Linked DNA regions of Mus musculus: region 1 is linked to region 2. The links are chromatin contacts, called in public HiChIP or PLAC-seq maps. All regions are on one chromosome and are shown on one strand. The core of a region is the stretch at or near the end of the contact, and the rest is flanking DNA. Distances in the headings are between cores, read along the strand shown.

The links. HiChIP or PLAC-seq counts read pairs in DNA pulled down with a chosen protein or histone mark.
Region 1: a contact with region 2 is called in an H3K27ac HiChIP or PLAC-seq map of embryonic stem cells, with 5 read pairs. The contact joins the enhancer-like site here to the promoter of 9430038I01Rik in region 2. A contact is called at or near these places in 6 of 39 promoter capture datasets (embryonic stem cells, erythroid cells, liver and 2 more), 2 of 15 datasets of contacts at CTCF or cohesin (CD8 T cells and the NIH/3T3 cell line), 22 of 484 Hi-C or Micro-C datasets (CD4 T cells, CD8 T cells, the G1E-ER4 cell line and 15 more), 13 of 115 datasets of contacts at active chromatin or transcription factors (the 230-238 cell line, CD8 T cells, the HPC-7 cell line and 8 more) and 4 of 9 other capture datasets (adipose tissue, embryonic stem cells, liver and 1 more).

Annotation. Positions count from the first base shown.
Region 1 is chr7:137,454,684-137,459,517 of GRCm38.p6, reverse strand. Glrx3 (glutaredoxin 3) reads right to left here. Exons shown (of 11, transcript NM_023140.5): 5 at 223-395; 6 at 1-37. Among named protein-coding and RNA genes, the nearest start is that of Glrx3, 20 kb to the right of the region's middle. Within about 2 kb of position 3,542, at least 9 of the 459 cell types and tissues checked have an H3K27ac peak or open chromatin away from gene starts, as enhancers often do. A contact at or near this core is called in embryonic stem cells, where this site is marked.
Region 2 is chr7:137,407,521-137,412,434 of GRCm38.p6, reverse strand. It overlaps 9430038I01Rik (RIKEN cDNA 9430038I01 gene), which reads left to right and starts at 1,679. Exons shown (of 4, transcript NM_029886.2): 1 at 1,679-1,795. The coding sequence starts at 1,727.

The sequences.
Region 1 (4,834 bases), core at 2,293-4,792, 45 kb before region 2:
GACAGATCGTGTCCAGCTCTTCTGATGCTTCCAGCTCCTGAAAGAAGCACACTGTGACTACATAAACCACCTGACCACCCCCACTGTGCGACACTGACAAACGTCGATCAGAAATACTGAGTTCATTAGTAAACCCCGAGATACAATACAAAATATGTGCTTTCAATTTATTACAGCACTTTTAGGAAAGTGTGCTCTGAACTGTCTTTATAAGAATCTAACCTTAATTATGTCAAGTCCTCCTATTAGCTCTCCAGAAACATAGAGCTGAGGATAGGTGGGCCAATTAGAGTACGTTTTGAGCCCCTGTCGAACTTCTTCATCTGAGAAGATATCAAAGCTGCTGAACTGAATATTGTGTTTGTGAAGGATTTCCACCATCTGCTTGCTGAAACCTGCAACAGAACAAGGAGTAGAGACTCAGCATCTCTCACGTACCACCCAGTGTCCAGGGGACAGAAATGCCCACTCGCCCACACAGTGATTACCACCCAGTGTCCAGGGGACAGAAATGCCACCTCCCCCACACAGTGATTACCACCCATTGTCCAGGGGACAGAAATGCCACCTCGCCCGCACAGTGATTGCCACCCAGTGTCCAGGGGACAGAAATGCCCACCTCACCTGCACAGTGATTGCCACCCATTGTCCAGGGGACAGAAATGCCCACCTCACCTGCACAGTGATTGAATCAGTATAACTGGATAATTTAAGACAAAAGTAAATGCTAAAAATTCGTTTGACCCAGAGTCTCACACAGAGCATAATTACAGCAAAGTGTGTGTGTTTATCAAAGCTGCCCTTTAATTGGGGACACAGCATTAGTCAAAGAGCAGAACCATGAAAACCCACCACAGGCTCCACCCTGACAATGACAAAGCTCTCTATGGCTGCTCCCTCTCCCTTCAAGAAACTGACCAGGAGCCTGAAACAGCTGTTTTAACCACTGCTTGACTACAGTGAGACCTAAGTGCAGTCCTTCCACCACACCAGGGAGCCTGTGTACACACTTCTGCAGGCGCTTCTCATCTCCACCTCTGTCTGAGCAGGATGGATGGCACTCAGAATCACAAGTGCTCTCTTTGGGTGAAGTCAGCAGCCAGTGTTCACACTCTCTTTGTTGTTACATGAATCACCTACAGGCTGATGTGACTCCACCTCAGCCTTTGTTGAAATTATTTACATTCCCTTTAGTGTGCAGGATGATGATTCCCTTTGAAGGTACACTATAGTGACAAATCTGTCCCAGGAGTTTAGAGTTTGGTGAAGCCATCTTCTGCCAGGGTTCACATCAGTCTTATGAACCTATCTGTCCAGGCTGAGAAAAGGTCACTTTTCTTCCCAGCTGCAAATTCTTATCAATTAGCACCTCCAAGTCCAAACCACTTTCCTCTTTCTCACTTCACCTTTCTTTGAAAGATACTCTTAATCCACTGGAATGTAAACTACTCTTCCTTTAAGATTTCCCCACATCAGCAGTTATTTTCAAATAAAAACAAATCATGAAATTCAGTATAAGATGAGCTGCAATGGTCTTACCTGACGTCACCCAAAAGTACACTTACTATTAAGAACATGGGCCTCGAGCTGAGCTCCGAACGCTCTCTGCAGCTCTGCAGTGGCTGAGATGAAGCACGAGGAGAGTGTGCAGCACACAAGCTGAAGTGTGTGTTCATGCACAGCCTCAAGTCAAACACTGTTCCTGAATGCTTTCACTCATCTGGGAGTTCATTAGTAAACAGCTAACGGCTGACTGCTGATGGTTATTCTGTTCCCAACATATTAGCTCGTTTCTACTGTAACTGGCTGAGAAAAGGCTTTATTTTGGCTTTAGGCCATTACATGCAGACTAGAAAGATTGATTGGTAGGGTTTCATTTTTAAGGGTTAAAGTGGCAGACTGGAAATGTTATGCTTAAGGATAAAGTAGTAATAAGGCTTTATTCTAATAACAAAATATTTATACACTCCTGAAGAAAAATGCAAGCATGTAACAGAAGCACTTAAAAGTTTAAAAAAAAAAATCTCATTTACCACAAAATCACCATTTCTATGTGCAGTCATTTCCACTTGTGACATGAGTAATAAGCCTAACTGCCACATTTAATAACTACCTAAAAGACCCTAAGAGTATTTCTACACTTGTGCTTTGCATCCGACTCCCAAAGCTCCCACGGCAAACATCTACCAGAGCTTTACCCACAATAGCTGGGAGTCCCCCAAAAACCTCATTACCCTGCTAAGGAACCTCAATGATTCTGAAAACCTCCTCGAAAGTAAGCAAGCTCTCTTCCTATCCTTCTGAGAAGCCAGAAGACAGGCGACCCGGGGCTGTGCTTCTAAGTCGCCATAAACTCTGCAGACGGAATCCAGAGAGCAGAAGGGGCAGCTGTAGCCTCTACTGCTCTAGAACAGACAGGCTCTGGAAACGGTTTCCCACTTTCTTGGATATGGAGTACAAATGTTAAAGTTTTCTGGGTAACACAAACCAAGGCCAGGGCCACCGATTCAAATGCAAGTGTACCCCTGCTCCACAACAGATGCTGAGCCAGGAGCAAAGCAGTTTGAGTGGCAGAGTGCTCTCAAAATCACCCCTGCTGCATCTGAGAAACGACTTGATTTCAGAGATGACCTGTGTTTTATGAAGGGGCTAGCACACACTCTTCACTGGAGTGTCAATATGGAACAGAGATCGTTCCATACTAGGCAGCTCAGCAAGCAAGAACAGAAGTGAAGCCACACACCTTTGCTCTATGTACCAGGAAGGAAGACACGTAAAAAGAAACTAAGTATCAGGGGAAAAGGCGCAGAACTGTTAGAAAACAAAAAGGCGGCACCTAAGAAGAACTAGAAGAACTAGCAGCTAAATCTTTATGCATCTAACATTCTACCTTTTTTTCATTATCTAAATGCCTAAATATCTTGTTTTTCATTGCTCTAAAATATCTAAATTTTTTTTTATTCTATTTGTAGTCTGATTGTCACAACATAAAAAACCTCAATAGGTCAGAAATTCAGTTTAGGGAAATACACTATTTCTAAATAAGCCAAATTCAGAAAGACAAGTAACATATTTTCTTTTGTATGCAGAAACTAGATTTAAAATTGTATATGAGCACCTGTGTGTGTGTGTGCGCATGTGTGTGTATGTGCGTGTGTGTGTGTGTGTGTGTGTGCGCATATGTGTGTATGTGCGTGTGTGTGTGTGTGTATGTGTGTGTATGTGCGCGCGTGTGTGTATGTGTGTGTATGTGTGTGTATGTGTGTGTATGTGCGCGTGTGTGTATGTGCGTGTGTGTGTATGTATGTGTGTGCGCGTGTGTGTGTGTGTGTGTATGTGTGTGTGTGCGTGTGTGCGTGTGTGTGTGTGTATGTGTGTGTGTGTGTGTGTGTGTGTGCGCGCACACGCACACGCATCCACATGCATAGGGAATGTCACAATTCTGAGAAGGAGGAAAAGAGGCGCTAGCTCTGACAAGGGAAGCAGAGGGTGAAACACAGGCAACAGGAGAGCAGCAGAGAGCTGCAAAGGAAGGGAGAGAACCAGCTGGAACTGGACGAGGCTTGAGATAGCATGGGGGAGGGGTAAAGATCCTCTCTCAGTCCAATGTATACGAACCTAAAAGTTAATTTCTAAAAATGACTACTTCTGTTTGCCACTGATGTTTGAAATATTAGAAAGCCCCTGCACTGAAAGACCTTCGGTAACAAGCCCCAGCCAGCACCCTCCAGAGCAGCTGAAAGCCAAGGTACTTCTAGTACCTAGCTTGTACCTAGTTCCTGAGCAGGGCCAACTTCAATGGCAGGGCTGAAGCCAGCAAGTGACACAAGCACCCCACCTCTGCTGCCTGGTAACACTATGCCAACCAATTTTGCCTCCTGCCAATATCACTAGCTTATCAGCAGAGATTTACAGAGTGGTACTGTTGAGTTTCAAAAAAGACTAGGGTACTGCATAGACAGTTTGCTATGTATAACCTGCCATGGAGGCTTTTACTATTTTACAGGCCTTCCTATTGCCCTTTAGACTGGAATAAGAAACGTCCTCATCTAGACAAGATGAAGCACCAGAGAGGGCAATAATTCCAACCCTCATTAAAAATAAAGTATCAGGGGCTGGAGAGATGGGTCAGTGGTTGGGAGCACTGACTGCTCTTCCAGAGGTCCTGAGTTCAATTCCCAGCAACCACATGGTGGCTCAGAACAGCTGTAATGGGATCTGATGCCCTCTTCTGATGTGTGTAAATACAGTGATGGTGTACTCACATACATAAAATAAATTTAAAAAATAAATAAAAATAAAGTAACAAAAAAGCACCATATCTGCTCCCTGTCACTACTTCACTCAAGGGCAGACCCAGGAAGGCTGACTCAAAAGGACACTGCCCGGGCAACCTTTCAGACAGAAAGGAAGCGAGAAGGAATCACATCACTTCTTCATCTTTTTAATAGAACATAACAAGATCCTTTACTGTTAATGAAATAAACTGTTTCCTGACCACACACACAGAGAAAGAGAGAGAGAGAGAGAGAGAGAGAGAGAGGAAGGAAGCGTAGAGCCCACTCAGATGGCAGCACAGCTCTCTCCAGTCACACTGGACACAGTAACCCTGTCAACAGCATCCCCAACTCTACTGCCAGTCACCCATCTTAATAAACCCCTCTAGTGCAGCTGAAATAAATAAACACCCTTAGAGTCTCAACACAATCATCAAAGGCATTAAAAACCCAATTATGTAGCATAATAATGTTGTAGTAGACACAGTAAAAAGAAAACAACATAAGCTCAATTCCAGGGGGTAAGGGGCAGATGATTACAGAGCTTACTTAAGGGT
Region 2 (4,914 bases), core at 430-2,929:
GCATTGGACTCCATTACAGATGGTTGTGAGCTACCATGTGGTTGCTGGGAATTGAACTCAGTTCCTCTATAAGAGCAGTCAGTGCTCTTAACTGCTGAGCCATATCTCCAGGCCCCTGTTTTGTTTTTAAGACAGTTTCTAGTAGCCCAGACTAACCTCCACCTCACTATGATGATGACTTTTGAATTTCTTTTTTTTAAAGATTTATTTATTTATTTTATGTATATGAGTACATGTACAGCTGGCTGTGAGCCTCCATATGGTGGTTGGGAATTGAATTTTTAGGACCTCTGCTTGCTCTGGTTGCCCCACTTGCTCAGGTCAACTCTGCTTGCTCAGTCCCTGCTTGCTCTGGCCCAAAGATTTATTCATTTTATTAAGTACCACTGTAGCTGTCTTCAGACGCACCAGAAGAGGGTGTCGGCTCTCATTATGAGATCTCATTTTGGGTAGTTGTGAGCCACCATGTGGTTGCTGGGATTTGAACTCAGGACCTTTGGAAGAACAGTCAGTGCTCTTACCCGCTGAGCCATTTCACAAGCCTCTGACTTTTGAATTTCTGATCCTCCTTCCTCCATCTACCTTCCTGTCTTTAAGACCCTGTTTGGTTCCTCTAGACAACACCCAGTTAACACACTAGGGAAGCACTCCAACACCAAGACACACTGCCAAGCCTTTTAAAAAATTCAATAGATTCATAATTCCAAAGATACACCAGGTAGGAAGGGTGTGTGACACGAGATTGCGACAATCCATCTCGTGTTAAACTTCACTTCCCACTAGCATTGCCACTAGCTGTCCTCGTGATGTGAAGGCTGCCATCGTCCCAGGAAGCTAACACTACACTGGAACTGGAAAAGGGGATCTTACGGTCTCTGCTCCAAGCAGCTTCTCTACTTCCCACTGGTTCAAACCAGTTCACAGGCCCACTGCTAGACAATCACTGCCAAAGAACTGGCTCTAATTTAATTCGTCAATAAAGCATGGGGGTCTGGGAGCTTTGGTAGAGAACAGTTCAGAACTTTGCGGTGGGCCCTGGAGGGAGGGAGGAGAGGGAGAGCCTATTCAAGCTGCAGCAGGAACCCTGGCATAGCTTCTGAGAAGTCAAGTGTGTAGTTTTCCGTAAAGCCAGGCCGAGAGCCACTCCGTATCCCCGACGCCTGTGGCTGTCCCTGCCCCAGGTCACGGTGTTCCTGTGTATGCTCTCGACCCGCCAGCAAAATCACAGCAGGACTCTGCCCACTAGGCCAGGTTGAGAATTCGAGTTCTCTTGTACCATAGAGCAAAACTGATAGCTGTCAGACTGCAACTCCCAAAGACAACGCCCAGCGCAGCCTCAGGCGTGCCGATTGGTCCGTGGATCTACTTATCAGGACTCAGTAACCAATCACAAGGAAGGAGAGGAGGGCGTGCCTCCCGCGGACCAAGGGTTGCCGAAGGGTGGCAAATCCTAAACAAACGCCCTTTGGGACTGACTTTGTGAACCGAGAATCGACAAGCCACTCACGGCTTGGGCTTGCGAGGCATCGACCTGTGGCTGCTGGAAGAATTACCCGCACTTCAGGCCGTAGGAGATTCGGGTTTCGGCTACTCCTGCCTGCAGCCCCTCTGCGAGGGCAGTCAGTGGAGTCTAGGCTACGCCCCACGCCTCCTCATTGGCTTCTCCAGACACGTGGTCGAGTGGTTCCCGCCTCCGAGTGGCCTGAGAGGCGGTACGTGAAGCCGCATGGACAGCCTGGCGTCGGGCCGCTGGAGACGGCGGAGGACGGAGGAGCTGCCAGCGGCAGGGGACGCGGTAAGCTCCGGGCAGGGCGTGGGCAGAGGGAGGTGGCGTCCTAGCTGGCGCGCGGGCGCCCGGGGCGAGGTCCTTCCGGATGACCGGCGGGCTGGACGTCGTAAGCCTGCTGCCGAGGCGGGGCCAGGGGCGGGGCCTGGGTGGAGCTAGGCAGAGGACAGTCCCGCCCCTCCCGCTGCGCTTGCGCAAAGATGAGGAGCTATGTGCTCCCTTGACTTAAGCTGTAGTATTCTGAGTGTTATGGAGTTCATGGATCACAACTTGCGCCACAAGTCCGCTCTGGCGATCTATCCTCATAAACAAACTGAAAGAGCCAAGTTAAAATTGGAAAGCGGGAAAAGATTTAAAACACCTAGTCGAAGAGGAACAAAGCGATTGAGGAAATCACTCCTAGTCTGACTCAGGAGTCCCGAAGTGAGACTAAAATTGAAATAGAGAGCCAAGAATATCTAAGAAGTCCGTGTCAAAAGTATAGTCTGAGCCGGGAGTGGTGGCGCACGCCTTTAATCCCAGCACTCGGGAGGCAGAGGCAGGCGGATTTCTGAGTTCGAGGCCAACCTGGTCTACAAAGTGAGTTCCAGGTCATCCAGGGCTACACAGAGAAACCCTGTCTCGAAAAACCAAAAAAAAAAAAAAAAAAAAAAAAAGTATAGTCTGGCTAGCATTGTCTAGGCTTCAGTGTCCTTTTTTTTGGGGGGGGGGGGGGCGGGGAGTGTCTTTCTCCGTGTAGCCCTGGCTGTCTTGGAATTCACTCTGTAGACCAGCCTGGCCTCAAACTCAGAAATTCACCTGCTTCTGCCTCCCAAGTGCTGGGATTAAAGGCGTGAGCCACCACTCCCACACCTTCAGTGTCATCTTGTGAAGGGGTCTGACAGAACTGTGTGAAATCTTTCTTTGAGACAAGTTACCCCCCCCCCCTCGAAGCCGCCGCTCTGGGACGCTGGCGTGAGATTCCTGGAGAAATTACCATTTCTTTGGAATCCATTGTTTGAATAGTCTGATAGTTGGTTAAGAGACAGGTCTCTGTAGACCGGTTCCATATCTGCCAAGCCTATAAATGGAGCACTATGAAAGCCCAGGTGCTTAGTCTGTAGAAGACACCTAACTTCCTGCCCCAAACCTGGGGAGAAGGCAAGGGGAAGTTAAGCATTCCTTTAAGGGAAGGTGGAAGTCTTTGGGTAGGCTAAGCTGGCTGTGCCAAGTGCTGCCCAGGAGCTGAGCCTGCAAGGCATCTGACATTGCAACAACCTCTAGAGTTCTCACTAGGTACCTGCACAGTTGAGTTACAAAAAAAAAATTACCAATAAAACAAAACAAAAGAACCCTCAATTGTTGCAGGATATTTGATCACACTCTTCAACCCTCAGATTCTGTTATTTACTGGGAAAACAGCCCTAGCACACACCTTTAAATGCAAACGTTTTTAGCTTGACTGTTGTAAACAGGATAAAACAAAGTCAGCCATGGTCAATAGGCAGAACAAGCAACAGGTGACAGGAAGTGAACATAGAAGTATTAAAACGTCATAGAGAGTAAGGAGGAAGGCAGGAAGATGGACAGAGAGATACACAGGAAGTAGAAGGACACGCAGTTAAAGGGGTTCTTTGATGAAGGTGTGGGAGAATGGCTTTTGGGGGGCATGGCTTTTGGGACATCGACTGAGGAGGAAGGCCAGCTGGGTGTTTTCTCTGTCTCTGAACAAGGAGACTTTTTGTGCCAGCATCTGGCTCCCGAGTCTTCATTGGTAAAATGTAAGGATTGATTTCCTTGCATAAACTTAAATGTACTTACACCGTAAACTTACTTCAAACTGCACTCAATGTTTTACGTAAGTTTATGGTTCTTTGTTGAGACTTAGGCATGGAAGAGGTTAGGAGTAGGCAGTTTGTTAGCAGAATGGTGCTATCTCTTCTCCTTGCATATTGACCAGTTTATACTCGGTTTTCCCCTCATTTACTACCTCTTAGTAGTTTTTTGAGACTGAGTCTTCTCTAGTTGAGGCTGTCCTCAAATTCTGTTACATAACCCAGAATGACCTGCTGCCTCCTCCCAGAGCTGAGATGACAGGTATGCAGCATTTCATTTTCCTTGCTGCTACAAGGCTGTAGACATAATGCATGCTGCTACATCTTTCCAGTCAGCACAACAAAGTGTTACTTTTATTTTAGGTTCCACTTTTGGAGACAGGATCTTTCTACCTATCCCACAGTGGCTTGAAACTTCTCCCCTTTGTAGCCCAGGCTGGTTTGGAACTCTCAATTGTTCCTATTTTAGCCTCCCCAGTGCTGGGATTACAGACATAGCCACTATTCCACCAGCAGGCAACTTTGAGGTTTTTGTTTTGTTTTGTTTCCTTTTGTTTTTTTAAAAAAGATTTATTTATTACTATACATAAGAAGACTGTAGCTGACTTCAGACGCACCAGAAGAGGGCATCAGATCTTATTACGGATGGTTGTGAGCCACCATGTGGTTGCTGGGATTTGAACTCAGGACCTTCAGAAGAGCAGTCAGTGCTCTTACCTGCTGAGCCAACTCACCAGCCCTTTTGTTTTTTTACCATAAGACTAGGGTAGGCGTGGCTTAGTGGCAAAGTAGGTACTTAATATGCACAAGGCCCTGGGTTCAATCTCCAGCAGCACCCACAAGAGAAAAAAGATGGAGCTGGGGAGATTAGCCAATGAAATTCTTTCTTGTGGTGCAAGTGAGTTCAATCCCCAGAGATCAAATGAAAAAGCCACATTTGTAACCGCAAATGTCTCTGGGGAGTCAGAGACAGGCAGATCCCTGGGGCTAGTTGATCAGAGCAGCCTAGTTTACTTGGTTAGCTGTAGGCCAGTGAGAGACTTTGTCTCAAAAAACAAGATGGATGGTGCCTGATAAATGATACCCAAGGTGGTCCCCTGGCTGCTTCTTAGCCTTTTATCTAATAATCCAGAGTGGCTTAGTTATGTAGCTTCTTGTGCAGAGGCTTTCTGTCCTCCCCCTCCCTCACCTCTGGTGCTCACATGCAAATGCATTTGTTTGGTTCCTTGTAGAGCTGAGAATAGTTTCCAGCTTCTGCCCACAGCTCTGTGCACTGTGTACTTCTGCACTTTGTACAGCTGTGCTGGCTAGTAT